Regions from separate parts of the Mus musculus genome. Here regions 1, 2 and 3 are each linked to region 4. Evidence: chromatin contacts called from public HiCAR-type, HiChIP or PLAC-seq and promoter capture Hi-C data. All regions are on one chromosome and are shown on one strand. The core of a region is the stretch at or near the end of the contact, and the rest is flanking DNA. Distances in the headings are between cores, read along the strand shown.

Evidence for each region. HiCAR-type assays count read pairs that join an accessible place to other places. HiChIP or PLAC-seq counts read pairs in DNA pulled down with a chosen protein or histone mark. Capture Hi-C pulls out chosen DNA fragments and counts their contacts.
Region 1: an H3K4me3 HiChIP or PLAC-seq map of forebrain shows a contact between it and region 4, with 2.9 times the contacts expected there. The contact joins the enhancer-like site here to the promoter of Ebag9 in region 4. A contact is called at or near these places in 4 of 39 promoter capture datasets (embryonic stem cells, liver and neural stem cells), 1 of 15 datasets of contacts at CTCF or cohesin (the NIH/3T3 cell line), 37 of 484 Hi-C or Micro-C datasets (the C2C12 cell line, LSK cells, adipose-derived mesenchymal stem cells and 24 more), 10 of 115 datasets of contacts at active chromatin or transcription factors (the SCID.adh cell line, astrocytes, cardiomyocytes and 6 more) and 3 of 9 other capture datasets (adipose tissue, liver and pancreatic islet).
Region 2: a HiCAR-type map of astrocytes shows a contact between it and region 4, with 4 times the contacts expected there. The contact joins the promoter of 2310069G16Rik here to the promoter of Ebag9 in region 4. A contact is called at or near these places in 3 of 39 promoter capture datasets (liver and neural stem cells), 2 of 484 Hi-C or Micro-C datasets (both in embryonic stem cells), 2 of 115 datasets of contacts at active chromatin or transcription factors (both in astrocytes) and 1 of 9 other capture datasets (pancreatic islet).
Region 3: a contact with region 4 is called in a promoter capture Hi-C map of adipose tissue. The contact joins the promoter of Pkhd1l1 here to the promoter of Ebag9 in region 4. A contact is called at or near these places in 12 of 39 promoter capture datasets (the 3T3-L1 cell line, 3T3-L1-derived adipocytes, cranial neural crest and 6 more), 17 of 484 Hi-C or Micro-C datasets (the G1E-ER4 cell line, Th1 cells, cortical neurons and 9 more), 8 of 115 datasets of contacts at active chromatin or transcription factors (CD8 T cells, the SCID.adh cell line, embryonic basal ganglia and 5 more) and 3 of 9 other capture datasets (adipose tissue, liver and pancreatic islet).

What each region holds. Positions count from the first base shown.
Region 1 is chr15:44,757,097-44,764,114 of GRCm38.p6, forward strand. It overlaps a transcript of Sybu not described here. Among named protein-coding and RNA genes, the nearest start is that of Sybu, 12 kb to the left of the region's middle. Within about 2 kb of position 3,400, at least 15 of the 459 cell types and tissues checked have an H3K27ac peak or open chromatin away from gene starts, as enhancers often do. A contact at or near this core is called in cerebellum, cerebral cortex, cortical glia and 1 more, where this site is marked.
Region 2 is chr15:44,783,953-44,791,011 of GRCm38.p6, forward strand. 2310069G16Rik (RIKEN cDNA 2310069G16 gene) reads left to right here and starts at 3,811. Exons shown (of 3, transcript NR_040309.1): 1 at 3,811-3,938; 2 at 4,533-4,671. It also overlaps a transcript of Sybu not described here.
Region 3 is chr15:44,453,378-44,459,819 of GRCm38.p6, forward strand. It overlaps Pkhd1l1 (polycystic kidney and hepatic disease 1-like 1), which reads left to right and starts at 4,076. Exons shown (of 78, transcript NM_138674.3): 1 at 4,076-4,248; 2 at 6,016-6,105. The coding sequence starts at 4,176.
Region 4 is chr15:44,615,700-44,622,111 of GRCm38.p6, forward strand. It overlaps Ebag9 (estrogen receptor-binding fragment-associated gene 9), which reads left to right and starts at 3,741. Exons shown (of 7, transcript NM_001357691.1): 1 at 3,741-4,208.

The sequences.
Region 1 (7,018 bases), core at 2,150-4,649, 140 kb after region 4:
CAATCCTATAACTTTGCCAGTCTCTTCCCCATACCTTTGTTTTCACATCCTGTTAGTTTTGTTTCCCCTTTACAAGGCAAATTCCTATACCTGAAAATCGAATTCCATCCTTTCATGTCTTTCTTGTAAAGGAAATTATGCAATCAGCCCCTCTAACTCTCTAGAATCGTATTTTGTTGTCTATAAAGTAGAATAATTATGCCTAGGCTTCTATGAGCATCATTAGAAGAGCTGAAGTATATCATAATCATGAAGTTGGGTGTGAACTGTTATTAGCTATTATTGTCTTAAAAATTACATCAACATATGTCTCTGTTTTTCCGATTTTGAGTGCTACTGGCTTTCTCCCCTTCCCTTATCAGCATGCTTTGGGTGAATGATTAGCTGGGTATATTATCCGGGGCTGTCCCTGCCCTATGGCCCTCCACAAGTACTAACCATTTTTAGCTGGCAGCTCCTGCCCTAAGTCCCATATGACCTCTGTGCCCTTACTTTAGCGGCTAGTTTTGACCAGAATCTTGACTTATGATCAGCCTTTGGAGTAAGCACTACTCCTTTTTTCAAATCTACTCTTCCCTTTCCGATTCTCTCCTGCCTTTCAGCATGTGCTTAGCCCATCCTTCAAACATTGGCATGGCTGTTTCATTTGTTTCTCTTACATTTCCTTCCTGGGTAATGCTTTTCTTTTCAATTGCTTCAATGACCACTTGAAGGTAGATGATCTATAAATTCTATAAACACATACATCTATTACGTTTTCGACAATCCACTTGTATATCTCAGCTTGTATGTCCCAAATGCCCTCCATTTTTAATAGAATGTATAAAATCACTTCCTTTGCAGGTGGATCTTACTGCTGCATTCTCTAAGGTAATAAATGTTTTCACCATGCAAACCCAGGGATCTTGATGACTGTATTAACTATTTTGTCTTCTACACGTCTACAAAAAATTACCCTATCTTTCTTACTTCCTAGTTATCTTTGAATTTCCACATTTCTCAACATCTATTTCTTCCCCAATCTTCACCTGGCCTCCCAGATTTGTCCACTAGAGTAGATGCTTAAATAGTGACCCAAAAAGTTTTTTTAAGGTGCACATCTGATCACCCCCAGTCTCCAATATACTGTGTGACTCGCTAGGCCCAACCAAATCCTTTCAGTGCTTTCCAGTGACTTGGAGATAAAGGTGTATGCATATGCCCTCCTGGTCTAGCCCTGGCACCATACCTTTGTGAAAGCACAAAGCCCCTCTCCCCAAGCTCTCTTTATGACCCACTGTCTCCCCCTGTAGTCCTTATCCAGTTTCTTTTGTCATTAGACAGTCACACTTGCTCGAGTCAGGGTGCTTGTCCTTGTCCTGAGAGTAAGATAGGAGAGAATGATTTCTTGGTTTAAAAATTCTGTCTCTATCTCTGCATACTCCAACAAGAAAGCTAAAGCCACATGCAAGATATGATAATCACAGGCTAGGTTAGCTTCAGGGCTTCTCACATGAGTTGAATAGCAATTCAAAAGAATTTTTAAGTAAGCAAGTGAAAATAATGATTTCCAAATTGGCAAACTTGAAAAGCTTCTGCCTCAGAAAATACATATATGTTATCTTATGGATTATAAAATATTAATCTTAGCTTCATTTTTAATGGGTTCAATTCTCTCGGGTGAGAATTCAAAGAATATGCTTTGAAAAACTATTCCCCTGATTCCTTGTTATGGTTTTTCCTCCTCTTTTCTTCTATCACTTATTAGAATTTTAGTATTAAAATAGAAAACAGTTCTAGACAAGAGTTTATTTTTTAAAACTCCAGTATTTACATTTTTAAATATTCACATATTCTTATTGCTACATTTTTGTTATAATAAACTCAGCCAAATGCAGTATTTTCATATATGTGCATATATATATGTATGATTTCAGTAGACCTATTTTGAAACTTGAAAAAATAAGAGCTAGTTACTAAGGCAGGGACTATTAGTCAATTTCATGCTATGAGTCTACTGTAAATATTCTTTGAGAGCTGTCAGCTTCTCAGTGCTTGGGATACTAAATATAGATTTGTGGATTTTCTAAAATCAGTGTGCTTGTGGTTCCCTTCGTAAACACCTGGAAGGCTTGCATCTAAAGTACTATTTCTATTTCTGCCTACTCTCATGTTAACAGTCTTATCTGCAAACCTCTGTGCTCAGAAATTCCTTTACAGAAACAGATTGTGAAATGAAAGAAATAGGAAATAAACAGAATTAAAGGTCTTCTGGGTTTTTTGTTTGTTTGTTTGCTTGTTGCCTTTTTATTATGCAGAATTGGACATTGGAAAAATATACTCCTAAAGGAAGCAAGTTTTAAATACAATAAAGATGAAGCCGATAATGATCACTAAGTATATCTAGGAATTGGCTAACAGTGATACTGTTACTAAGTACAAATCTTATGCCTTGAATCCAGGACTTTTAGTAAATGTTATTTTTATTCCACAAATATGAACTGAGTCTTTGTTATTTATCAAGAATTCCAGTAAATATCGGGAGAAACTTAGTCAATTTGCCATGATAATAGAAAATAAGTGTAATTTCTTAATTTTGTTTGACTCCGTTGCATAAGACCCAGGCAATGTTTGAATTGCTCTGTGGCCATGGAAAGCAGAGGGAACAGTGACTGTCACTCAAATTCTAAGCCATGCAGTGGGGTGCGTAGCTCATTTTCTGTTTTTGTTTTTTTTGTTTTGTTTTGTTTTTGATGATTTTAAATTAAATACTAAATTATAATTATTTTAACACAGGATGAACACATGACCATTTGATATTAGTATAGTGACCCTTTTCCAGCTATAAACTATATTTTAAGATAGACCCAGAATGAGTTCACATAAAAATATGACATAAGTAAAATTTATTAACCTGAAATGTGTTTACTGTTTCAAGTTAAAAGTTACAATCCTATGAAAATTACATCTTTAAAGAAAGTTCTTAGCTGAATCTTTTCAGCCCCTTTTCCGCAGGGCATTGCTGTTTCTATAAATATTAAAACTAGCATTAGGAAACACGCTCCATCCTTTCCTTTGCTACTGGCTCTAGTAGTACTCTTTGCTGCAGACCACACAGTTCTCCATGAATAAACATATATGAAGGGAAACAGTTCACAGGAGCTTTAAGCAGAAATGCCATTTTTTAAAAAATTCAGTAAGATTATGGTTATCCTTTAAAACCAAGGTTTTCTGGTTGTGTTTTTGCCCAGAAGTAAATTGTCTGTTTTAATGATTTGTAAGAAAGGCTGCCAGCAGATCTTTTGTGGTGTGCTCAGTATGGAACTTCTTGCTCAAGCATTCTCTTCCTGCACTCTGACTTCAGCCTTTCTACTGTTATCGCTGAGACTGGAAATGGCTGCAGAATACAAATCATATGATAAATATTGGGGAATTTGTCTTTGTGGTTTTCCAGCACCACCGCCAAACTTCTTGCCTAGAGAGCTGTGTGAGGCTTTTCAATCTGAAACCTTTGAGCAATCCTGTTTTCTTGCCAGCTGGGAGGCATCCACATGATTGAATTGCAGCAGACCTTCAAAGAGATTAATAAACATTTCCAGCTCCTTGCCTCTTTCTAAGGCTTGTTTATTTGTTGATAAAATTTTATGCTCAATAATTTTAAACACTACAATGTGTCTTCTTTATATGGATTCTCAAATGTGATGCAAAGAATTTTGAATAGTATTAGTTTAAATGAGGAATCTTCTCTTTTTTTCCTTTCCTTCCTTCCTTTCTTTCTTCCTTCCTTCCTTCCTTCCTTCCTTCCTTTCTTTCTTTCTTTCTTTCTTTCTTTCTTTCTTTCTTTCTTTCTTTCTTTCTTTCTTTCTTTCTTCCTTCCTTCCTTCCTTCCTTCCTTCCTTCCTTTCTCTCTCTCTCTCTCTCTCTCTCTCTCTCTCTCTCTTTCTTTCTTTCTTTCTTTTAATATATTATAATTTTCCCTCTATTTAGGCTAATACTACTGGAAGAAACTGCCTCAGTGTTCATTCTTCATTCACTAGGTGTTTCATGTACGGTCCATTCCTCATCCCTCTTAAAGGTACTGTAGCACATTTCAAAAATGATCGTAGCCTATCACACTATCCTTTAGTGCTGTTTACAGAGTAGATCTAATGTCTCCATGATGAGTGGACTGTGTGAAACAATGTCCTCAAGCAGCCTTATCTTTCAGCCCAAAAGTTCCAAACCTTTCTACTACCCTCCCCCTAAACAACATGGTCACGTTTGTCACCAGCCTAGAGTAGCCCTCTACTCAGGGTACCAAGTTCAGTGTTACCTTGCTTTATATTGTGGTAAACATTGTGATCAAAACCAACATGGGTAGGAAAGGACTTATTTCATCTTACTTTTAAGTTAAAGCACTAAAACAGGAAATGCCTGCATCATCTGTTTAGATTTCCAGGCCTGCCTGGGTTATATGAGGGCCCAGTTCAGAAAAACAAATGAACAAACAAACAAACACATGTATTCATAGGTAGCAACTCTTTAAATAACTACAACAAATGATTGAAAATTAGAATCAGTGCTGAGGCTCTTCCCCCTGGGCTCAATTCCCAGAGCCCACATGGTGCTCTCTATAACTCTAGTTCCATGGGATCTAACACCTTCACACAGACAAAACACAAATGAAAATAAAATAAAATAAATAATTAATCATTATAAAAGAATCGATGTCATTACACATTAAAACAGTGTATTTACTTGTATACACTACAGTGTATACTTATTTTATGCTTTTTGAGAAAAAAATCTTATGATGTTGCTTGGGCTTGAAGTCCTGGTCTTCCTGTCTCACCTTGTATGTAGCTGGGGATTAGACTTATGTGACTACATATATAGGGTATTTTCTTAAGAACCACAATGGTCGAGTTATAGCCCAGTGGGAAAACACTTACCTTGCATTTGTAAGGCTCAAGGCTCAAGGCTCAAGGCTTTAGGTTCAATTCCCAGCATAATCTTTTGCACTCATCCACTTGGTCTCTTTTCAACTTAATAGTTTAACATTTGGTAAAGCAACCTCTCTGACACAGAGCATTTTAGTAACCTCAAAGTCAAACCAAAAGCACTTGTGTTTTATAGTCTTATGTTTCTAGTAAATGGAAAAGAAATGTGCTTCACTCAATAGTGACCATTAGATCTGACTCTTTCAATGGTGCAAATGAACCTACGTTTCCTTTCTGAAATGTAGTGCCCCTTAAATCTGCTCTATGATAGGCTTCAAGTTTGACAACAGAAAACAAACAAACAAACAAACAAAAAACTAAAACACTATGTTCCCTGTTAGCCATGTAGGCAATGGCAAACATCTTGACAACCTGCTACCCTTGTCTGTATAAGTATCTGTGAGACTTCTTTTTGACATTAGGCAGTTCATGTTCTCCATGTGAGCAAGGGTTTTTCATAGCTTTTGTTGCTTTTCACTGCCTGTGCTTATTTATATTGCTCTTTCCCAGCAAGGAGTCCAGGATGCTTTGGCAAAAGAAGCTCTGTATCTCACATTGGTCCAATTTGCATTTTTTCTTCTGCCCATCACAAGCCAACCACCAGATCCATCTGCAGGAGCTCTTTAGTCCTGCTTGCTGCTCTAACTCTCTACATACTAGCAGCCATTCAGCTCTTCTACTTGTGGTTTTCACTTAAGTTTTCTTTTTTCCCTTTCCAAATCTTATTGCTCTTTTGTATTGTTAATAGGAGCAATCTGTTGGATTGTGAGCATGCAAAAGCCACAGATGCATATTTACAATTATTAATTTAATTTAAAACACATTTTAAATCTTTAAAATGATCTCTCAAATCTGTTTTTTAAAATGGCTAGTGATAAAAAGCCTAATTACATTCACCATGTACAAATATAAATGTTGCTTGAAGAAGGCCAGAGAGGGGACTTATAGAAATCCTAATGTTTTAAATGAAATAGCCAATTACCCAGCTAGCGCTGAGAAATGACCACAATACCTACCTAATTCCAAGACACATTTGGACGTTACCCACTTGAATTGGCTTATTTTAATGAAAAAAGTATAGTTGTTTTCCTACATTGGTTCTAAAGTTAAAATAAACCAGAACTAATACTTTTTATTTGTATGTTAGAAAGTAAGGAGGCATTTTGGTTAGATTTGGAAGACAACTGTGTTAGATTCCATTCTCAGAGAGTGTCTCAAATACTCCAGGCTGTCTGAGAACTTGGTAAGTAGTTGAGAATGGCCTTGAACTTCGGTTTCTCTATCTACCGACTGCTAGGATCACAGGTAGGCTCAGTCCAACCTGGTTTATGCAGTGTAGTTTAGTGCAGGCCAGGTAAGCATCCCACCAAATAACCTACAATAGACATTCTTTACAGACATTTTGGAAAAAACGTTTTTACCTTTAGTAAATAGTTTGTATGAGTGCTATGCTGAGAGGTGACAAGCAGGGTAACATTTGTTTCCTTGATTATCTACATCAGAAGAATAAGTAGCAAAGATTCTGAACTGTGTAGTTAAATGTGTTACTATTGTCTTATCTCAAGTAATCTAATTAAGGTCCATAGCTGTTATCTAATATCTTAATATTCACAGTAGCCATTTTAATGTCTATCAATGTTTATTTTCTGTCTCAAATGAGAATATGTTTCCTTGGGCTTACTAGGCAGTTAAGCAAAGATAATTGGTGAGCTCTGGGCCAATGGGAGATTCTATTTTAGACGTGCATGATACCTAAGGTTTTTCTCTGAACATCACACACATGAGCACACAAGTGTAAGCACATTTACACACACATAATTGTAAAAAAAAGGATTAGATAATATCAAAACCCAAATGATTCAGATGTGGCATATATCCAAATAGTATCACTATTATCATCAATTAGATATTAACTATGAATAAGACTAATGAAAATGTTGTATGAGCACTTAGGCTAATTCAGCTAGGCAATCAATCATTTTGCACAGTGCTGCTGCTGATGTTTTCTGGCCTCTGCACATTGTGTACCTATCAACAATAATGAAAAATTTGAAGTTTTA
Region 2 (7,059 bases), core at 2,561-5,060, 170 kb after region 4:
AGAGCAAATTCTCTTTGATTTTTAAAGATTTTTAAGTGAAGTAAACACATTTGGGAAATGAAGCTGGCCCATAGACAGTCATCTTGGGACGTGTGGGCAGTGTGCACTTCAGCAAGGCATCTGGAAAGATTCAAATGAGATTATTACCGAAAATTTCTTACTGGGTGCAGTAGATATACTGGGATTGTGTGACTTCTTAGCTAATTTTAGTAGAAAGATCCTGACTTTTTTCTATTGCTGCAAAGGGCTGCCCTAGAACAGAACTCCTCCAGTTACAGCCAGGCTGTTTGCAAGACCAGTTGAAACATAGGAGTTAGTAGTGTGGCTTGGTAGCAATACTTTATCCTGTTGTTGTGTAGAACTAGGTTGCTCTCTCTCATCACCCCCTGGAGCATGCCTCAAACCATGTGTTTTCTCCTAGTGTGCCAAGTGTACAACTTGGGGTACAGTGATGATTTTAGGTGATTCTTAGATAACTCTTTAAAGTTATGCATGCATTTTCTACAATTATATGAAAACTGATATTTTGTGCATTTCAGTACATAGATAAAGTTTAACAAAACATAGTGTATCTAACTAATATTAAATAAATACAGTAGCTTATATTCAGCAATCATGGAAAATTTAAAGGACACCAATAAAACTGACATTCTCAGAGTCCTGTCTTCAGTATGCAGAAAGCCTGTAATGGAGGCTTGTCTAGAATTGTTAGGAACTTAGTCTATAGGATTGCGTTAAAATTACGTTAGTATACTCTGGGGCCTCTTCCGTTGGTTGTCAACCTTCAAAGTAGAGCTTCCTTAAAAGGGTAGATATTAAAATTCAACTTTGATTTATATTCCTGATTTTTTGTAAAGAGGGAAGCATTTACAAGCATGATTTCTTTCTATAGAAAATTTGCCCCCTCCCATCAATTCTGCAAGGAGGTGGCTGTGCATTCAGAAAATACTCTGTTAAGATAAAAGGAAAATTATAGACTTGTAGAGAGAATACTTTGTTTCTGTTTGGATGCCTCACCTGCCAATAAAAACAAACAAACAAACAAACAAAAAACCTATAGCTTATAGGAAAGGGAAGAATAAAAGGTGGAACATCCGGGAGGCAGAAAGAATTCTGTGATAGAGTCAGGCTCAGGAGATTTGCCCAGCGAAGATGTGGTAAGACAAAACTGTGGTACCTGAGCATAGGTAACCAGTCTTGTGGCAGAATGTAGATTAAAATAAATGAGTTCTATTAAATTATCATCTAGAGAGAAGAGCCTATCCATATGGGCAAGGTATTTGTTAATATTCTTTCAGTCTGAGCCGTATTTCTGGGAGCCTGGGGCTGGGAGGATGAAAGAACAAACTTCTACATAGACTCAGTACCTTAGTATTTTCAATCAGAAAAATATGCTAGGAAAGAAAAACTTCCAGACTGCTAACTTAACACAGGAAGCATTTCTGAGGTTATTTGCTCCCCATTCCCCCAAGGTTAAGGAAAAATACCCCAAACCACTAAGTAAATTGCTAAGATACTGTTGAATTACTCTATGCTGGTATCCTGCATGAGTATTAATACCTAAGAATGTATATTCTATAATACAACAGCTTACATACAAAAGTTAGTCTTTTAAAACACCAGTAAAGAAGTATGCAAATATTAGTTTATAGAACAAATATTTTAAGTATGTAGTAAACGCCTTATAACACACACATATGTATATAAAATGTTTTGTGGATGCTTGGATTTATAAAAAAATAGATAATATTTGGAATTTGGTGTACTTGTAAAATGACTTTAAAGAAACACTTTTATTGTGAAATAATTATAATTTCATAGGAAGTAGAAAAGGAAGAGAGAGATCCCATGTACCCTTCATCCAGTTTTTGTTTTTGTTTTTGTTTTGCCAGCAACTATATTTTATAGAGCTATAGCACAACACCATCAGGAAATTGACATTGTGCTATATGTCTAGAGATCTGACATTTTGTCGTTTTGTTTGTGAAACCATCACAATCAAGATGCACAAGCACGCCATCATCTCGGAGTTTACCTTCACACCTTACCACGTTTCTCTAACATTGTGGCTAAGCTCAGCAAATCACTTCTACTTTGTAAATCACTAACTTATACAAATATACAGAAACTTCCATGTCTGGATTTTAGAGTATGCTGGTTTCAAATTTGCCACGGGCTAATTATTCACACCCCTGTTGACTTTTTTGGCCAGTCTCAGTTGCTCATCTATAAAATGAAAGTCTGGAGATTGTGATATGTATCTGTGGGTAAAGTTGCTTGCCTCCAAATTCACTAACCAGAGCTTCACCCCCAAACCCGAGGTAGTAGGAGAGGATCAACTTCTAAAAGTTGTCTTAGGAACTCTACACAGGCTCCAGGAGACAAATGGACTCAAGGACATATGCATGTGCACACAATAAATAAATAAACAAATGAACAAACAAACAAATAAATAAAATGAAATTGAAATCCAATAGTTTTCAGAGTGGCACACTTAATATATCTGGTTGTTTAGTTTTATTAAGATATTGCCTTAAGGATTGTAACTATAAAGCCCACATTAAATTAATGAAATATAACTTAAAATAGATTGAACAGTGTGCTTTGCATGGATTTTCATTTAAACAGTGCAACTGAAATATGCTGCTTTCAAAGTAACAAATGTACTATTCCCTCAATGCTACATGGAGAAATTTTGGCACAGAAGGCCTGCTTGGTTTCTTTTGCTCCAAGGGTTTCCTTTGGGGATAGAAAAGACACCATCTCCCAGATGCACCTCATGAAACACCGAGCTGGCATTGCTACAGCAGAGACTAAAATGCAGATTCTGAACTGCGATGGGTTCAAGTTTGGCTCTTTTCTAGAAAAAGACATTCAGGAGTTGAATTGCCATGCTCTGTGATCATGAAGCAAGACACCTAGAAAGGACCCTGAGAATCAGCAGTAAAGTCTCTCACTTGGTTCCACTGCACTGGAGAAGATAAAAACACCAGGAAAAAAAAAAGTGTTCCCCCAAGTGCCTTCTTCATTTGAAGGCGTAGGTGTCTCCCCTCACACCAATTTAAGTTTCCATATTCCTTCGTTTGGTTGGTTCTACAGCTCACTCCCTAGAGTAAGCTGTTAACACCACCCATTATGAGATGTTCAACCTCTTCAATAACATAGCAATGAAATCCAGATTAATCTTTTCACCTCGGATAATCTTTATGAAAAATCGCCTAGGAAACACAAACATGAAGACTGCAGACTTGAGAACCATCTATCCCCCAGAGGCCTTTTGGAGACATCTTCGCTTTCTAAAGGCGTCATTTCCAAGCCTGGCTTCTGAGCAACACTAAGCAAGGGACATGCAACACTGATTGCCAACATGCTGGTCTAGCCAACCTGATTGTTGCAGATTCCAATTATATCCTTTCAATAACCAATCAGACAGGGACACTTTCGCCTTGGTGTCCCTCTGTGAAGAGCACCTCTGTGCCCAATTTCCCATGAGCTCCTTGAGTTTGTCCAGAGCCCCCTGGGTGCCTTCTTCAATGGAAGGGGAAGTTCTGGAGTCAGCAGTCCACTCTGACTTCACTGAACCCAAGGCATTGGTTGCGGTGCCCGCAAACATTGACACCAAAGCGTGCATCTTACCGTTTCCTTTGCAGACCGTGTCCATTGCGCTGTCCAGACAGTGTCCCCAAATGCCCTAGAGGCTTGTGCTGGACTGGGCCGCCGGCCGGCGACACAGCGCGTGGCAAGCGGTTTGCGCTGGGGCTGGAGGAACCAGCCCCGGCCCGCTCCGCCCGCGCCGCCAGCCCGGTTAGCACACGTGGTGCGGCAGCTGCCAGCGCGCTCCGGTCCCCTCGGCCTCTTGACTTCTGGAGCCAGCACGGCGGCACCTGGGGCTTCGGAACACGTGGGGACAGTCGCCGGAGGCCGGAGACTCTGTACGGGTAGGTGGGGGCGCATAGACGCTAGCGACCAGAGGACCGATTACCCCTAGGGTTCCTGCTCTGGGGCTCACAAACCCAAGGTCAGGCCGCTGTCACCAGGGCCTGTGTGGCTCACAAGCTCCGGCTTCAGATTCAGCTCCCGGCAGGGTGTCGCACTGCAGTGCCTCCGTTTCCCGCCAGTTGGGGGAGCCCCATCTAGGGCGGGAGATGGGTTGTCTGTATTGCAGGGCTACTCGGAAGCCCTGGGGGCGGCTGTGGGCCTGAGGCAGGAGTATTCTGATCTCTGAGCAGGAGATCTAAAAGCCAGGAAACCGTAGCACGAACCTAAGGGGGCCTTTGAAACATCTTGCCTTTGGAAAAATTCCGTCATCAAAGGCTGCTTGGGTTCACAAAAGGAGACAACATTCCCAACTAGGGAAAAGCATTTATGCATCTGTAAGCCCTTTTTCCAAGTTCACCAATTACCTTTCCCCCGTCCTCCAAACAAGGTACTATCTAACTGTTCTGATTTCTGATCTGGAGACATACATGGCCATTTACTTTCTAGCTATTAGAAGATAATAGGATTGATAACAATAACAATTTCTTGAACAGCTTGTGAAATGGAGAGAGTATTTGTGCTGATTTTAGAAGAAGCTGAAAAGCCTCAGGAGGCTGGAGAGAAATCGTGTTTTAATTTGATAGCACAACTACAAAACTAAGCATCAACTTCTCTACCTGCTCTTCTGGAAAGGTAAGATTCTGAAGAAACCAGTAGAAGGATGTTTGCTTTCATCAAAAATGCAGTTCCAGGTAGTCCATCAGAAAGTCCAAGTCCTCTAGAACTATTCAGAATGAGTGTGATTGCTCCTCCTCCCATAAGCTAAGGGGTGCAAGGGCATAGTTGGCTAAACACTTGCAAGTGAATTTCTTTCTGATTTTACATGTACTCTGTATTTGTGTCCCTGAAGGACATATTCTGCAAGAAAGGCTGCTCTTTTTCTATCTCATCTCCCCAACTCTCTGGATAACACCGTTTTCCCTATTGTTTTGCTCACAGATAGTTTTAAGTAACCCCCTCCCACTTCCTTGCCCTGTCCTGCCTCCATCTCTCTTTCCCTTTACATCTTGACATTAATAGATGCACTTTGCCACTCCCCCACCCCTGTCCAGGTACCGACCTTTGAATTTAACCTTCAAATTTTAATAGATAGGTGCAAATTCCCAGTGTGGCTTTTGGTTAAAATTGCTGGTTTTCCTGTATATTCTTCATTAGCTTGGTTTAGGTTCTCTTTGTACTGTGCCCTTGGGATTTGGTTTCCTCTTTCTACATCCCAGGCTTCCAGAGTGTCTGTGTTAGATATTGTGTCCCTTGAACTACATGTGAGTCCTTCAAAGATCACTGTGGAGCTAGAAGAAAAGTACAATAGAAATTCAGATGATTAGTTTCAAATGAACCAGTTTGTCCCTTACAACATAGATTCTACCTGTTTGGAAGGAAACATCACTATATTCTTATATAGAAGACTGAAACAGGTACACTGGGCATTAAAAACACTGAGTGTGGTACATTGGGTGTAAGAGTTTGAATGCAAGTGGCAGGGGCAAGGAGTGGGAAGGTGTGCATGTGCTCACGAGTAGCTCCAGACCAGACCATCAAGATTAAATATGGAAGGATGAGAAGGGAAATTGTGGACAGAATGCTTTTCAGCAGAGTGGGCACTGGACTGATCACACTGTAGAACCAGGATGGATTGCTTCCCAACAGGAGTTTCGTTTATCATTCCTTGGCAGCATAGTGCATAGTTATTTTTTTTCTTTCCATTTTTTATTAGGTATTTAGCTCATTTACATTTCCAATGCTATACCAAAAGTCCCCCATACCCACCCACCCCCACTCCCCTACCCGCCCACTCCCCCTTTTTGGCCCTGGCGTTCCCCTGTTCTGGGGCATATAAAGTTTGTGTGTCCAATGGGCCTCTCTTTCTAGTGATGGCCGACTAGGCCATCTTTTGATACATATGTAGCTAAAGACAAGAGCTCCCGGGTACTGGTTAGTTCATAATGTTGATCCACCTATAGGGTTGCAGATCCCTTTAGCTTCTTGGGTACTTTCTCTAGCTCCTCCATTGGGAGCCCTGTGATCCATCCATTAGCTGACTGTGGGCATCCACTTCTGTGTTTGCTAGGCCCTGGCCTAGTCTCACAAGAGACAGCTACATCTGGGTCCTTTCGATAAGATCTTGCTAGTGTATGCAATGGTGTCAGCGTTTGGATGCTGATTACGGGGTGGATCCCTGGATAAGGCAGTCTCTACATGGTCCATCCTTTCGTCTCAGCTCCAAACTTTGTCTCTGTAACTCCTTCCAAGGGTGTTTTGTTCCCACTTCTAAGGAGGGGCATAGTGTCCACACTTCAGTCTCCATTTTTCTTGAGTTTCATGTGTTTAGGAAATTGTATCTTATATCTTGGGTATCCTAGGTTTTGGGCTAATATCCACTTATCAGTGAGTACATATTGTGTGAGTTCCTTTGTGAATGTGTTACCTCACTCAGGATGATGCCCTCCAGGTCCATCCATTTGGCTAGGAATTTCATAAATTCATTCTTTTTAATAGCTAAGTAGTACTCCATTGTGTAGATGTACCACATTTTCTGTATCCATTCCTCTGTTGAGGGGCATCTGGGTTCTTTCCAGCTTCTGGCTAATATAAATAAGGCTGCTATGAACATAGTGGGGCATGTGTCCTTCTTACCAGTTGGGGCATCTTCTGGATATATGCCCAGGAGAGGTATTGCTGGATCCTCTGGTAGTACTATGTCCAATTTTCTGAGGAACCGCCAGACGGATTTCCAGAGTGGTTGTACAAGCCTGCAATCCCACCAACAATGGAGGAGTGTTCCCCTTTCTCCACATCCTCGCCAGCATCTGCTGTCACCTGAATTTTTGATCTTAGACATTCTGACTGGTGTGAGGTGGAATCTCAGGGTTGTTTTGATTTGCATTTCCCTGATGATTAAGGATGTTGAACATTTTTTCAGGTGCTTCTCTGCCATTCGGTATTCCTCAGGTGAGAATTCTTTGTTCAGTTCTGAGCCCCATTTTTTAATGGGGTTATTTGATTTTCTGAAGTCCACCTTCT
Region 3 (6,442 bases), core at 2,826-5,325, 160 kb before region 4:
CTGGACTGATATTCAAAATGATGATTAATTTCTTGTACCTATTTGTATTGCCCTCAGCTCTCTGATATAATTTAATAAAAAATTGTTAATGACTAGATGTACACCCTGAGGGTATGACCCTTTCCCCCTCTTTTGCTGACCTCAAAAAGGTTCTTGCTGACCCCCAAGGAATTTTACTTTAGCCCCCAAACAGTTTTTTGTCATCCCCTCAGGAAGAATTTCACTGGCCCTAATGAGTCAAGCTTTGTTCCCTTAGGGAAAAGTATGCTGAGGCCAACTCTACACTCCACCTTAGTTTACAAGGTGATGTCAAAGCTGGTCTTTGACAAAATTCTTTCTGCTTTTGCTTCTTAGTATTCCCTGAATCTTGTGTGGTGGTGATAAAATTCCTTATTTAGGGCTAAGCATTCAGGTGATATTTTACCTATAGGCTTAGATTTTCCAAAACCTATTTTTAATAAAGGTTCTTAAATGCTTTAACGTCTCTTCTATCTCATCACCCACCAGAGGTAGTGAAAAACAAAGGTTAGTAGAACAAAGGAGGATGTGGACCTGTTTAGAAATAGTTCTCTGGAGCAAATCCAATCTGCATTGTCAGGCTATTAGTTCAGTTCGCATGAATCAGCGGTGGTATCTCGATCTACTTGAAAATATCATTCACAAATTAGCAATGGCGGGACTCGAAAACACCATACATGAATCACCAATGGCAGGACTCACAAACAACATTCACAAATCAGCAATGGCAGGGAGATCCAGAAGAAACCAACCTTAAGGCTCTGCCAATCAGCCACAAAAAGCCACCAGAACACAAGAAACCAGAAATTTCCACTTCATTATTCTAAGCTTTTTGAGCAGCCAGCAGTCTGCACTTACTACCATTCACAGCAAAGAGAAACATCTCTGAGTAAGGCTGAGATTAGCATTTGTCTCAGTATATAAGCATAAACATATAATCTGCAGTTCTGTGCCATGTCAATTTAGCTACACAATAGGAGTTAGTTGTCTTGTAGGGCCTCTGATCACATTGACATGAGCTTTTGGCTGGATTTACAGTGTCAGATTTATATCCCCTTCCATGGAGCAGGCCTTAAGTCTAGTTCAAGAGGAGTTGGTTATCCCATAAGAGGTTTGCTACTATTGAACTAGCAGGCATACCTTGCCTGGCTGGTTGGAACTGTAATTTGTACAGTTCACATTGTCAATTATGAGACCATTAAAGCCTATCTCCCTAGAAAACTATATAACTTACATCTGGTAGTGTATTCCCTATTTTTTCTTCTAGTTCTCTCAAAGTTTCAGCTTTGATGTCGAGGTCTTTGGTCAGTTGGCATTTATTTTGGTGAACAATGTGAGCAAGGGCTCTATTTTCCTCCTTTTATATATAGATAACCAGTTTTTCCAGTACCATTTGCTGAAGAAGGTTATCTTTTCTCAGGTGTGCATTTTTTGTCTCTTTGTAAAAGATTAAGTGGTTATAATTACAATGGTTTATGTCAGGATTTCTACTGTTTCTCAATAATCTATATGGCTGTTTTTGTTCTAGTACGAAGGCATGAAGATTTTAAAAATGAAATTTTAAGTATTTGAAAGATGTAATTTCAGTCATAGATCACATAGCCAATTTTTTGGGCCCCAAAAGACATACATTTCATCGAGTTATAATTACTTATTGCCACATTACCCCTCAAATTATTTTAGTAATTCATGATTAAAACTCTCACTAGTGTGATCTTATCTCAAGGAGTTTATTTATCATATAAATAAGTACCCTTTAAGGAGGGAAAATCAGTTAAAGATGCTCATTAATTCAACAAAGCTTATTAAAAATTCATATATGCAAAGTAAAGGATGGCTCTTTAAGAAAGCAAGCATTGTAAGAAAATCAGCTAATTTGCTTTTAAAAATTAACTTTCTTAAAGCCAATTAGGCAAATAATCTAAATGACCTATTTGTTAATTTAGTTTTAGAAAAAAGATAGTAGAAATATTTGCCTACTTTTAACAAGCCTTTTATTTGGGATACCAATTATTATATATAGTCATATATTAAACATAAAATGAATCAGTAGTGTTGAATATCAAGTATTCATGTGCAACATGTATATATGTAACAATATACATCCAAACATGCATGTACATGCACATACATACATTGTTGTACAAACAAATTTAATCTTGTTAAATAGGCTTAGTGTTAATGGAGGTGAGGTTCAGTGGAAAGAACAACTGTAATGGACCAGGTAATTACTCTTGGTTAAGTAGAAACATAAAAGGATACAAGAGAATCAGAGAGATGGCTCAGAGAGTAAATGCACTTGTTGCCAAGTCTAATGCTCTGAGTTTGTTCCCCCGGTCTCTCTCACCATGTAGAAAGACAGAAGTGACCACTGCAATTTGCCCTCTGATTGCCACTCACTCACTTTGGCACAGGTACCCTTCCCCCCATCCTTCAAGCAATTGGGGCAGACCTTGGAACATGGATTCCTCCTTGGAGCAGATGAATGCTTTCAGCAGTGCCCTGAATAAATTTGGGATTTTGCCATAGTTTTACAAAAAGATAAAGGTCTAACTGGGTTTGCTGGCATAGGCTGAGATAGGAGGACCTACAGTTTGAGGCTAGCCTGGGCTGTCTAGTAAGACACCCAATCTCAAACACATATACATTATATGCATTCTCTCTCTCTGTCACACACACACACACATACACACACACACACACACACACACACACACACACACATACACATGTGTGTGTGTATTCACACACATTGTTCTTATTATTTACATAATGAACACTGTGTTTATTTCTAGGAAAAGTGGGCAAGAGGAGAGGAGGCTCGTTGGAATGAGGTAATGAGGTAAAAGGGATGTTGGTGAAATGATAACGGCAAGAGTTGCCGAGAGTGCACAAGAGGAGGATGGCATGTCATGGAAGAAAAGTATTTCTTCCTACAAGAGAGAAAGGTGAAAGGATGAACAAAGAATTCTAAATGTTCTGGGAAAATTTTTAAAATTACAGAAAAATGAAAAGCATATGGGTATATGGATGCATGCATTCTGAAATTATTTAAAATTCTAGGTTTTATTTAATGATCTTTCACATTTGATTTCACACCTTTTCTTTGGTCAAACATGTGAGGTTAATTGTTAATCATGACGGTGGGGCCCTAAATGCTTCAGCCTGCATGAGCATCCCCGCTTCCCACAAGCCCCCGAAGGACACCTAGCTAAACACTTCCACCCTGATGTTAGTACTTGATTGTTATTCAGCTCTCCTATGCATCCTGTAAGAACAAAGTACCTTGACAATTAGGGTGTGTGGAGTAGAAGGAGGAGGGGGACAGTCAAAGACTAAGGAATCACCTTGGGGAACATTCAGTAGGCATGAGAACCTCACAGTCCACAATTGGGAACCGCTGTTTCTCATTCTTCTGCTACCTGGCACCCTTATGGACACCATGACCGTACCCTGTTCCCCCAGCAAGCTCTCTCCAGAGATGTACCACCTAAGGCTCTGACAAGAGTAAGAATACTAGCTTCAGACACACTGCTAAGCTCTCACTCCCTGAATGTCACTGTGCTTCAGTCTACTGGGACAGCTGGACTAGTGCTAGCAAGGAAAGCATCAGTGGCTGTCATTTATGTCTGCTTTGCCACGGACATGGTGTTTGGGAAACTTCCAGCTATCAGATAAAGTTTTATTTTTATCTTTGTCAACTGAAGGGATAGAACGATCCTGTGTGAAGGAAAGTGAATGGGGTTCATGTATTAGGTGGTCTTATAATTAATCTAAGGCAATTAATGAGAACGGTAGACCGGCAAATAAAAATATATAGTTCTAGAATTTAAAAGAAGGAAAATAAAGGTGGGAGATCTCTCTCTCTCTCTCTCTCTCTCTCTCTCTCTCTCTCTCTCTCTCTCTCTCTCTGTGTGTGTGTGTGTGTGTGTGTGTGTGTGTGTGTGTGTGTGTGTGTGTGGTGTATGTCTGTATCTGTGAAATCCCAGACACACCGCGGACGAGCTGGGGGCGGGGCAGGTCTCTGGCAGCCAGGTTCGCCCTGGCTTCTGGGGTGAGTCCCCACGCTGGAGCAGCTCCCAGAGCCAAGCAAGCTTCAGCTCGGGCGACTTCTGCAATCAAGCGGCTGCTGCAGACTCCGCAGCACCAGCTCTGCGATGGGACACCTGTGGCTCTCAGGGACCTGGTTTCTCTTTGGGCTGCTTTGGTGTGCAGCAGATTCCCACAAAGGTAACGCAGTGGGGGAAGGTCGGGAGCCAATCCTGAGACCCTGCTCTACTGGTCACAGGGAGGGGAGACCACCTGCCATCTGCCCTGGGCAGACGCCCTTCTGGGAACCTAGGGTCCTGGAAGGTCGGCAACAGCCTTCTGACTCATACAGAGACAGTACCGAGAAAGTCTGAAACAGAGGTTGGAACCCAGAGAAAGACACCAGTACAAGTAGGGCTAGCTCGAGAAACCTCCCTCATAATTGTTGATCAATGCTGGGGTTGAACTGAGGAAGTTTCTCACCCCCCTCCAGAGCGGCATAATTTTACCACCTGAACACCCCCCCTACCCCCCACCCCCACCCCGTTCTTCTTGCTCTCCTTGTGTCTCTTTCTCAGCAGAAGGGAAAGCTCTTCCCAGGAGGTCAGGTTGTGTTGTGGCGGGTGTCTGTCACTTCCAGGGTAAGCTGCCCAGTGTCTTCAAAGCAAACCCCAGGAGAGGGCTGGGGAGAACGTGATAAGAAATTGGAGTTGTGTGCTGAGATAAGGAGAGGATGAACTTGAGATAGGAGAGGCTGCAATGTCTGGAGATGGGATCCAGCTCCCTGCAGATAGATCCTCTCTTGGCTCTCGGGGGCAGGGACTGCAAGTAGGCACATACTGCAACACACTGTAAACTCAAGATCAATGCTAACCTGAAGCTCGCAGGCGTTGGGTCCGGGCGCGGAAGCCTCCGTTCTGCTGAGGAGCTGTGGCTGCCACAGACCATGCTACACGTTTTCAGACAGCAATGAACTACCCAGTCAGAAGTTCCTTCACCTTTTCTCAGAGATCCGTTTCAAACAATAATCTTTGGGGCTGTTCTTTGTGCCTTAATGTTTTGTACTTACTCTAATAAATTGTTTTTGCGTCTATTACAATTGCCTCTATACACTCTAGGCAGAAAATAAAACACCTCTAGCCACTGTGCATCGTATTTCCTAGCCATGTTCAAGAATTATGTACAATTCTCCAAAGAAGCTGCTGGCTTTGCCTCGCTGGTCTAGTAACTTCTATTAGAGCCTCCCTTCTATTTCTGAATGGTAGACCAAGGCTAACTCATCCATATTTGCCCTTCAAGATGCAGTGGAGGAATTCCATTCTAGAAACCAGAGTGGTCCCAGAAATATGAGGGAAGTGTTTCTTTACAGGCCACCCAAGACCCTGTGCTCTTTCTGCCATTTTGGACTAAGTTAGTCTTTAGGGAGGGTAGTACAAATGTAACCGTTCTCTGTCTGCAGGAAGCTAACCCAGTTTAAAGAGTGGCTAAGTGGTCCTTTCACTATTCACTCTGCATCGTTAGGATACTGGAAAGCTGTCAGGAACTATGGACCACTCCTAAAGGGGTTAGGAAGAGCTTTCTGCTTATAATACAGTATTTGTCTTTGTATCTCCTAGCACTGCACTTACATGCTAGTGCTAAATACTAATCTCCATGCAGGTATTGCCAGTGCTGTGTAAGCTGCTGGTACAGTTATGGATCTGTAGCTAGAGGAGCAGGACAGAAAGCTAAGGGTTTACTGGTGTGCTATAATATGGTAGATACGAGTGGTGAAGACCATTTTGTGATCCTTATTCTTTGTAAATCCCAGAAAGTTCTTCACACAAAGCTAGTGAGTGTTGGTTAAGTACTTAATTCCCCGTTTGGGCATTAGTCAGGGTTCATTCGCATCTTACAACTTGAATGGGAAATGTGATGCTTGGAATGAAGATCTTGATTATATCACTGTCATCCTTATGTGTTTTTCAGGTAGCTCTGAGACAATTCCCAAAGTGACAGAAGTTATACCTAAATATGGCAGCATAAACGGAGCAACAAGACTGACCATCAAGGGAGAAGGTGTGCCTGCCCTGTGTGTGTCCACGTGCAAGCACCAAGAATGAAACGTTTCCTCTTTTAATTTTGTGGTACCGGGTTCCACATTATCGTTCCACATAGCTTAGGGCTTCACACATGCTGGGTGGGCACTCTTCTCCTCTTGGAGTTTTATGGTTAACATAACCGCCCACACAAAACACATATCACTGGAATAGTCTTTGCACTTGGCCAGAGTGGCTGAATTCTTCCTTCTTGATAGTAATTAATATTTATTTATTTTAATTAAATTGACTTAATAAATTTAATTAAGATTAATTAAGATTAATTAAAAACAAAAGCCAAACAACCCCATATCCAT
Region 4 (6,412 bases), core at 2,491-4,990:
GTTCTCCCAGCATTCCTCAGTCCCTACATGACATACCATGCCCCCAACTCTGAACTTTTCAGGTCATTAGTTGGGCTGTTCTTCCTACAGAGGCTCTTTGCTATACAACCCAGACATTTTGGTTTCTCCTTTTCTCTCCCCGACTCCCTTTCTTCTCTCTGTGCACATGTTTTCTCTCTTCCTCTTTTCCCTCTGTTTCCATGGGGACTTCCCTGATCTTCTTTCTTCTTCCTTGAGGGCAATGAACTCACCCTTCCAAGAGCAGCTTCCCAACAAACCTGCATATATATATCTTGAGTTCAAATCCCAGCAACCACATGGTGGCTCACAAACAACTGTACAGCTACAGTGTACTCATAAGTACATCAGTGGTCAAAAATGTTTAAATTCCCAGAATATTGACATTTATTATTTTAAAATCAAATAAAATTCTCTAGTAGACAGACCAATAAGACAATCTACTAAAATTATCAAAAAAAAAATCTGTGATTTCAAATATGCCTGCTCAGACTGTCACTCTGTGTTATGAGCTGCAAGCCTTTGTCTCACTTCATCAGGAAATAAATGTGAATTCATAATCTGTATTCAACGACGAACAGCCGCTCATTAATAAAAATCTATTAACGTCCAAGTTTTATCCATGTGACAAAAAAAAAAATAAAATAAAAAATAAAAGCACCCTTTGGTGAAAATTCAGATATTGGTGTGGGGTACAGGACTCTTCCAACCTTTGAACAGGGTCAGTGAACCAGGTTCAACTACAGCTGAAGAACTTAAACAATGGAGCCTGAGTAAAATCAAAAGAACGCAGATCAGAAACTTTAAAATGTTTTTATGTTTAAAATGCAAACATTTTATGCACAGAGCAGGCAGAATGAGCTAGACCCCATGGAGAAAGGCAATCCAGAAAAAGTCATTTACTGGCAGTAATGATTATGGTCTATGAGTGTTTTCTAGTGGTAATTTTAATGGCCTGTGAATTTTAAGATCTTTTTGTTCTTCCCACTTTACATCTGGTCATTCCCTTCAGCCCCCACACAAGATTTGGGTAATGGGCAAGACTTAAAGTTACACATTTCAATAAGCTGTCTCCAATGAGGGGTCCTGAAGTGTCGGCATGTAAGATCACCAACAAGATTTAAAGTCTTCTCTTGCAGGTATTTTACAAATGAATTTGGATTGCAATATGCAATTTTGTTGTCATTTTAGGATTCTCATTGCTGTGATGAAATATGACCAAAGCATGTTCAGGAGGAGAGGGTTTATCTGGCTTATACTTTTATATCCATCGTCCATCACTGAAGGAAGTCAGGAGAGGAACTCAGTCAGGGAAGGAACCTAGAGGCAGGAGCTGATGCAGAGGCCGTGTAGCAATGCTGCTGACTGGCAAACTTCATGTGGCTTGCTCAGCCTGCTTCCTTATAGAAGCTAGAACCACCAGCCCAGAAGTAGCCCCACCCACAAGTGGGTGAGCCTTCCCACATCAGTCACTAACAGAATGCCTCACAAGCTTACTACAGCCCTCTCTTATAGGGGCATTTTTCTCAATGAAATTGAGGCTTCTTTTCTGGTGACTCTAGCCTGTAACATTTTGATATAAAACTAGCCAGTATGGTTGCTTTCCTTTTGTTCTCTGTTGTGAAACAAGTACCCAGCCACCAGGATTTCTGTAGAAACATGTGCCTCCTTTGGTTTTTCAATTTGGAAATGGTGAATTATTAAAAAAAAAAAATCATAAAAAAGAAGATTATCATGGGGCATAATAAGTAATTTAAAACGAAGATGTAAGTCATCACATTAAAAAAACATGCTCCTATTAGGATTTCGGGAAATCAAAAAATGGCAGAAATTATAGATTATTGGAATTTGGATAATACTAGATTGGATTATAGATAGAATACCTGTTTCAGGGACCTCAGGTGATTTATTTATTCATTTATTTATTTGATGTGTGGCTGTGTAGTTACTAAAAATGTTGCAGCTTTATGATAGTTGAGTGGCTATTATCTATGATTGCTTGATATGTGCCTGACTGCACTGAAAGCATTGCAAGTATTAAATGCACTTAAGAGGAGACCAGATTAAATTAATTCATGTTTACCTAGAACCAGAGAAAGAATCCTAAATTTACTTTTTCCTCATTGTTAGGGTAAGCATACTAAACTGCTGTCTTGGATTAGTGGTACACACCAGTAATCTCAGAATGCTGTAGAAGCTGAGGCAGGAGGGGCTTAAGTTTCAGGATTGCAAGAACCTTTCTCAAAGAAAATAAAGCACAATAAATAGTAATAAAAATATGGAGCAGATTGCAGTGAAGAGGGTGGGGGGTAGAATATTTCAGGTTACATGGATAGACGAATCATGGTGAGAGAACAAAGGCAGCTGAATCTTTAAAAAGGAATAGGAAGGAAAGGCTAGTTGAGGAAGAATTTGAAAAAACTGCTTTCAACTTTTCGATATATCATAAACACAAATATATGTACACACACACACACACACACACACTCCCTTGCCAGCCACTTCCTAATAGTAGCTTCTTAAGAATTCTTAGTCCAACAGAACAATAAACTCGGATTTTTACAAGCACACAAGATAGAAAAAGAAAAGAAAACATGAAAAGAATATGCTTGTGTACATACATACATACATATGTATGTATAAACGTAGAAGTGAAACTGTCTAGAAGAACAAGGATCTATCAGCGGTGGGAGGAAAAAAAGGGGGTAGGAGGTTGTATCTGTTCAAGTTACAATGTTTCCTTAAATGAAAGCATTTTTATGGAACAAAGTAACATGTACAATAAAAAATAAAAACCAAAAGTCAATCAAACAGCAGAAAAATATCCGATTGCAAGAGAGAACCCCAAAAAGACAAGAGCTGGGTAAAAAGGCTAGCCCCTGATGCAGGATATAAGGAGGGACCTAGAAGAATCACCCGCCTTACTTTCAGTTAAAAACTGGACTAAGATTTAAACAGAGCCAGATAAATTCTGAAAGAGACGTGTAAACGTCTCAGGTCCAGCAGTAATTGGGGTCTGTCCTAGTCACACCCAAATCATTTTGAGACAGAGAGGCTTCGCCAATGTTTCACAATCTAGATGCAGTTTCGCCTTGGCCCCATCTAGCAGACAGGTTTAAGGATGGAACAGGAGACTTGGTCACAGGCGAGACACTAATCTACAAAGGAGGAAAGGAAAACAACTTGGCAGGAGCCCAGTTGCTCCAGGACAAAAAAAAACCCAACACACTACTATTAACAAAAGGCCAAAGCAGTTGCACTGTCCCGACTAACCACGCCCCTATGCACTCATTGGCTTGCGACTTGCACGTCAATGACGTATCTATCCTCTATTGGGCCAGAAGTACGAGAGGCAGAGTGCGGAAGCCAGAGCCTGGAGACAGGGTCTGGGCGGGGAAACGGGCGGGGCCAGGGCGGAGCTAGGGCGGGGTCCGGGCGGGTTTTTGGAGAAGGGGCGGCCATGGCGGCTGCGCGGCGGCCACGGCGGCTGCGACGGAGCGCGCGCCCGGCTTTGAATGAGCGGAGCTGGGACTGAGCTGGCGGAGCGCGAGCTCGAGGCAGACAGCGGCTGTGCGCGCGCGCGCCTCGTGAGCGCGCGTGGCCCGCGGCAGCTCGGAGCCTCCGCCGGGCGGGCGGGGAGGGGGAGGGGCAGGTGAGTGTGTGCGGCCTGCGCGCGCCCGCGAGGGGCTTTTTCTCTACCCACCCGCCTCCTGACCCGGTCCGGCCTGCGGCTGGTGGCCGCGCTTCCCGGTCACCCTCTGGGTCGCCCCGTACTTCCTGCCCTCCCGCCTTTCTCTTCGGCCCTCTACCTCGACCTCCCACTCGCCGAGCCACCACTCTGGGGTACTGTTTCCGGGTCAGGGTGACCTGTGGGGAGAGCCGAGCGTGGCTTGGAACCGGCTCGTCCCTGTCCCCTCGCTATGCTGCGGTCCCGCACGGGCGTCCCGCCTGGGAGCTGCCGACCCGGAAAAACCCCACGTTCAGTCTTTCCCAAGGGCAATGTGCCGCCTTCCTGCCCTCCTCTACGGGCCTCGCACCTCTCGGGGCCGATCTGCCCAACATCCAAACCCCATCCCACCCGGCTCCCACCTTCAGCAGTTTAGAACGCCTCACATGCCGCCCGCCACCGGGCGTGGGATTGCGTAACCAGAAAGCTCGCGTGTGTGTTGTTTTGCTCATCTGTGCAGTGGGTATGATTTTTTTTTTTTCCGCCAGCAAGTTCTAGGTGGGTAATCTGAAAGTGAAAATTATTTTAGTTATGAGACTCACCGTTGAGTCATTCAGAAGATCTTAACCCACCTTGGTTAACTAACAGTCCCCGGGGTGTCAAATTCGAAGGCCTGATGGTACAGAATGTTCGGTTTTTACCACCAGCTTTCCAAAACTGCACTTCTGCTTTTGCTTACATGCCTCCGGTGTTGACCCTTCCTTGTCATGTTTGAGTTCAGGTAGATTTTTATTTGGGAGCTTTATGATATTTAACTTTAGCGAGTCACAGACCTAATTTGAGTATATTCTGTGCTTTCGTAGGTCGTGGGACTTTCAAGTAATTGTATAGACTTAGAAATGCAGGATTAGGACAGCATTTGATGACTCGTTTAATGAGTATCACCTGGCTTGGCTTAATGAATTATAGTTTAATTGATGTATACTCCAGGATCTGAAGAAATTGAGCACAAGGACAGATTGACCACGTCATGCAGGATTCTTTTTCTTTATGCCTTCCTCCCTTATAGGGAAATCTTTCTTAGTTGTCACAACAGAGCTCTTCTTCCTATTGTTTAATTGGAAATGCCATTTCTTCAAAATTATTTCTCTGGCATAAAGTTTCTGCATTTTCTTAGTCATTTTCGTTTTTAAAATTTGAGTATTTTGGTAGGTTATTTCAATATTGTCCAGTTCTAGAAAGCATTTTAAAACACCCAAATTGCAAAGTAGCTCCAAGTAAGTGTTTTCCTAATTGAGAATCTATAGGTGTTTTAGAAATCAGACTGTAGTGATATGTATAAAATTGAAATCGTTTGAAACAGAATCAGGGCCTTAGGATTCCCCTCCTCCAGCCACTGCTGATTTAACCTGTTTAAATTACTCAGACCATTTATAGGCCTTATCCATTATATAGGAATGGTGAAACTATTGAACTAAATTCTGAACATGTTAAGGGCCCAAGGAATGTTAAGTTTTTAATTTTTAATTCAAGAAATATTGGACCACCTAAATGCTGTCATTGGCTAAGATGTAGAGATAACAAACTAAACCACACTGGTGGGGTCCTGCCCTTCTAGGCTCTTTTTCCTTTGAATAAAAGCAAATGTAGAAAGAAACTCCAGATAGTGGTTGAGTAGCAGTGGGTGCCCCAGTGCAGGAAGTGTTTCCTGGTGTCAGTGCACATGTGTTACATAGGTGGTGCTAATCTATGTTCCTTCTACTGCGCTGTAGCATATGCCATATGCACAAGTCCTGAATTACACGTGTCTACAAATCCCTGTCATTGACAAAGTGCTGCTTTGGTAGTTTGCTTACATTTCCCACATTTAGTGAAACTGCTTAGAACTTAAATCTTCCTTGATTCCCAAGAATGTTCCTGACTAGGTTTTCATAGCTCTCAGATGAAATGGATGTAGGTTTGAATGCAAGCAGTTGTAGGAGCTTGAGAACTTGTGCTTACACCGCTGCTGTTACGTGAATGGACGGCATTAATATCTGTGGATGCAGTTAGCTACTGTTTAGATAGTGCTTGATTCATAATAGATGGTCAGTGAATTTTAGGATTCACTCATTACAGAAGCAGATTTATCACAGAATTCAGATATTGTTAATAGCTATGGTGGCATTCTGTTCTGTTATCAATAATAATCTGGCTTTCTGCTTTTCCACTTAAACTTGAAATTTTATTTCTACATTTTGTTGGAGCCATTCAAGGTGATAGGTACTGACTGAGTAATGACACTTAAGGATAGTTGAGAAGGGAATGGCAGTAGCTGCCAAGGCTCTGCATGAAATTTCATTCTTAGCCTAACACTAAACCCTCTGCACAGTCCCAAAATATTAAATGTGGTTTTTTTTTTTTTTTTTTTGTCAAAAAATCTTGCTGGAGTATCTCTTTGCCTGTATTTTCTTTTCCAGTGCTATATGCCATACATCTGTTAGCTACCTTTTATATTTTGTTTCTGAAAATTAATTATATTTTTAACAGTTTGTGCTGAATTTTAATAGTATATATTTGCATATACTGTACACAATATTGGTTTTCATTATATTTCATTTCCCCAGATAATGTAATTAGCTCACCTCCTTCCTCCCATTAGTGTTTCTTGTTCTCCGTCTGGTCCTTTTCTTGTCAAACAGTACCCTATTTTCATGTATTGTATTAGAAATCTAGCTTTTACAAATG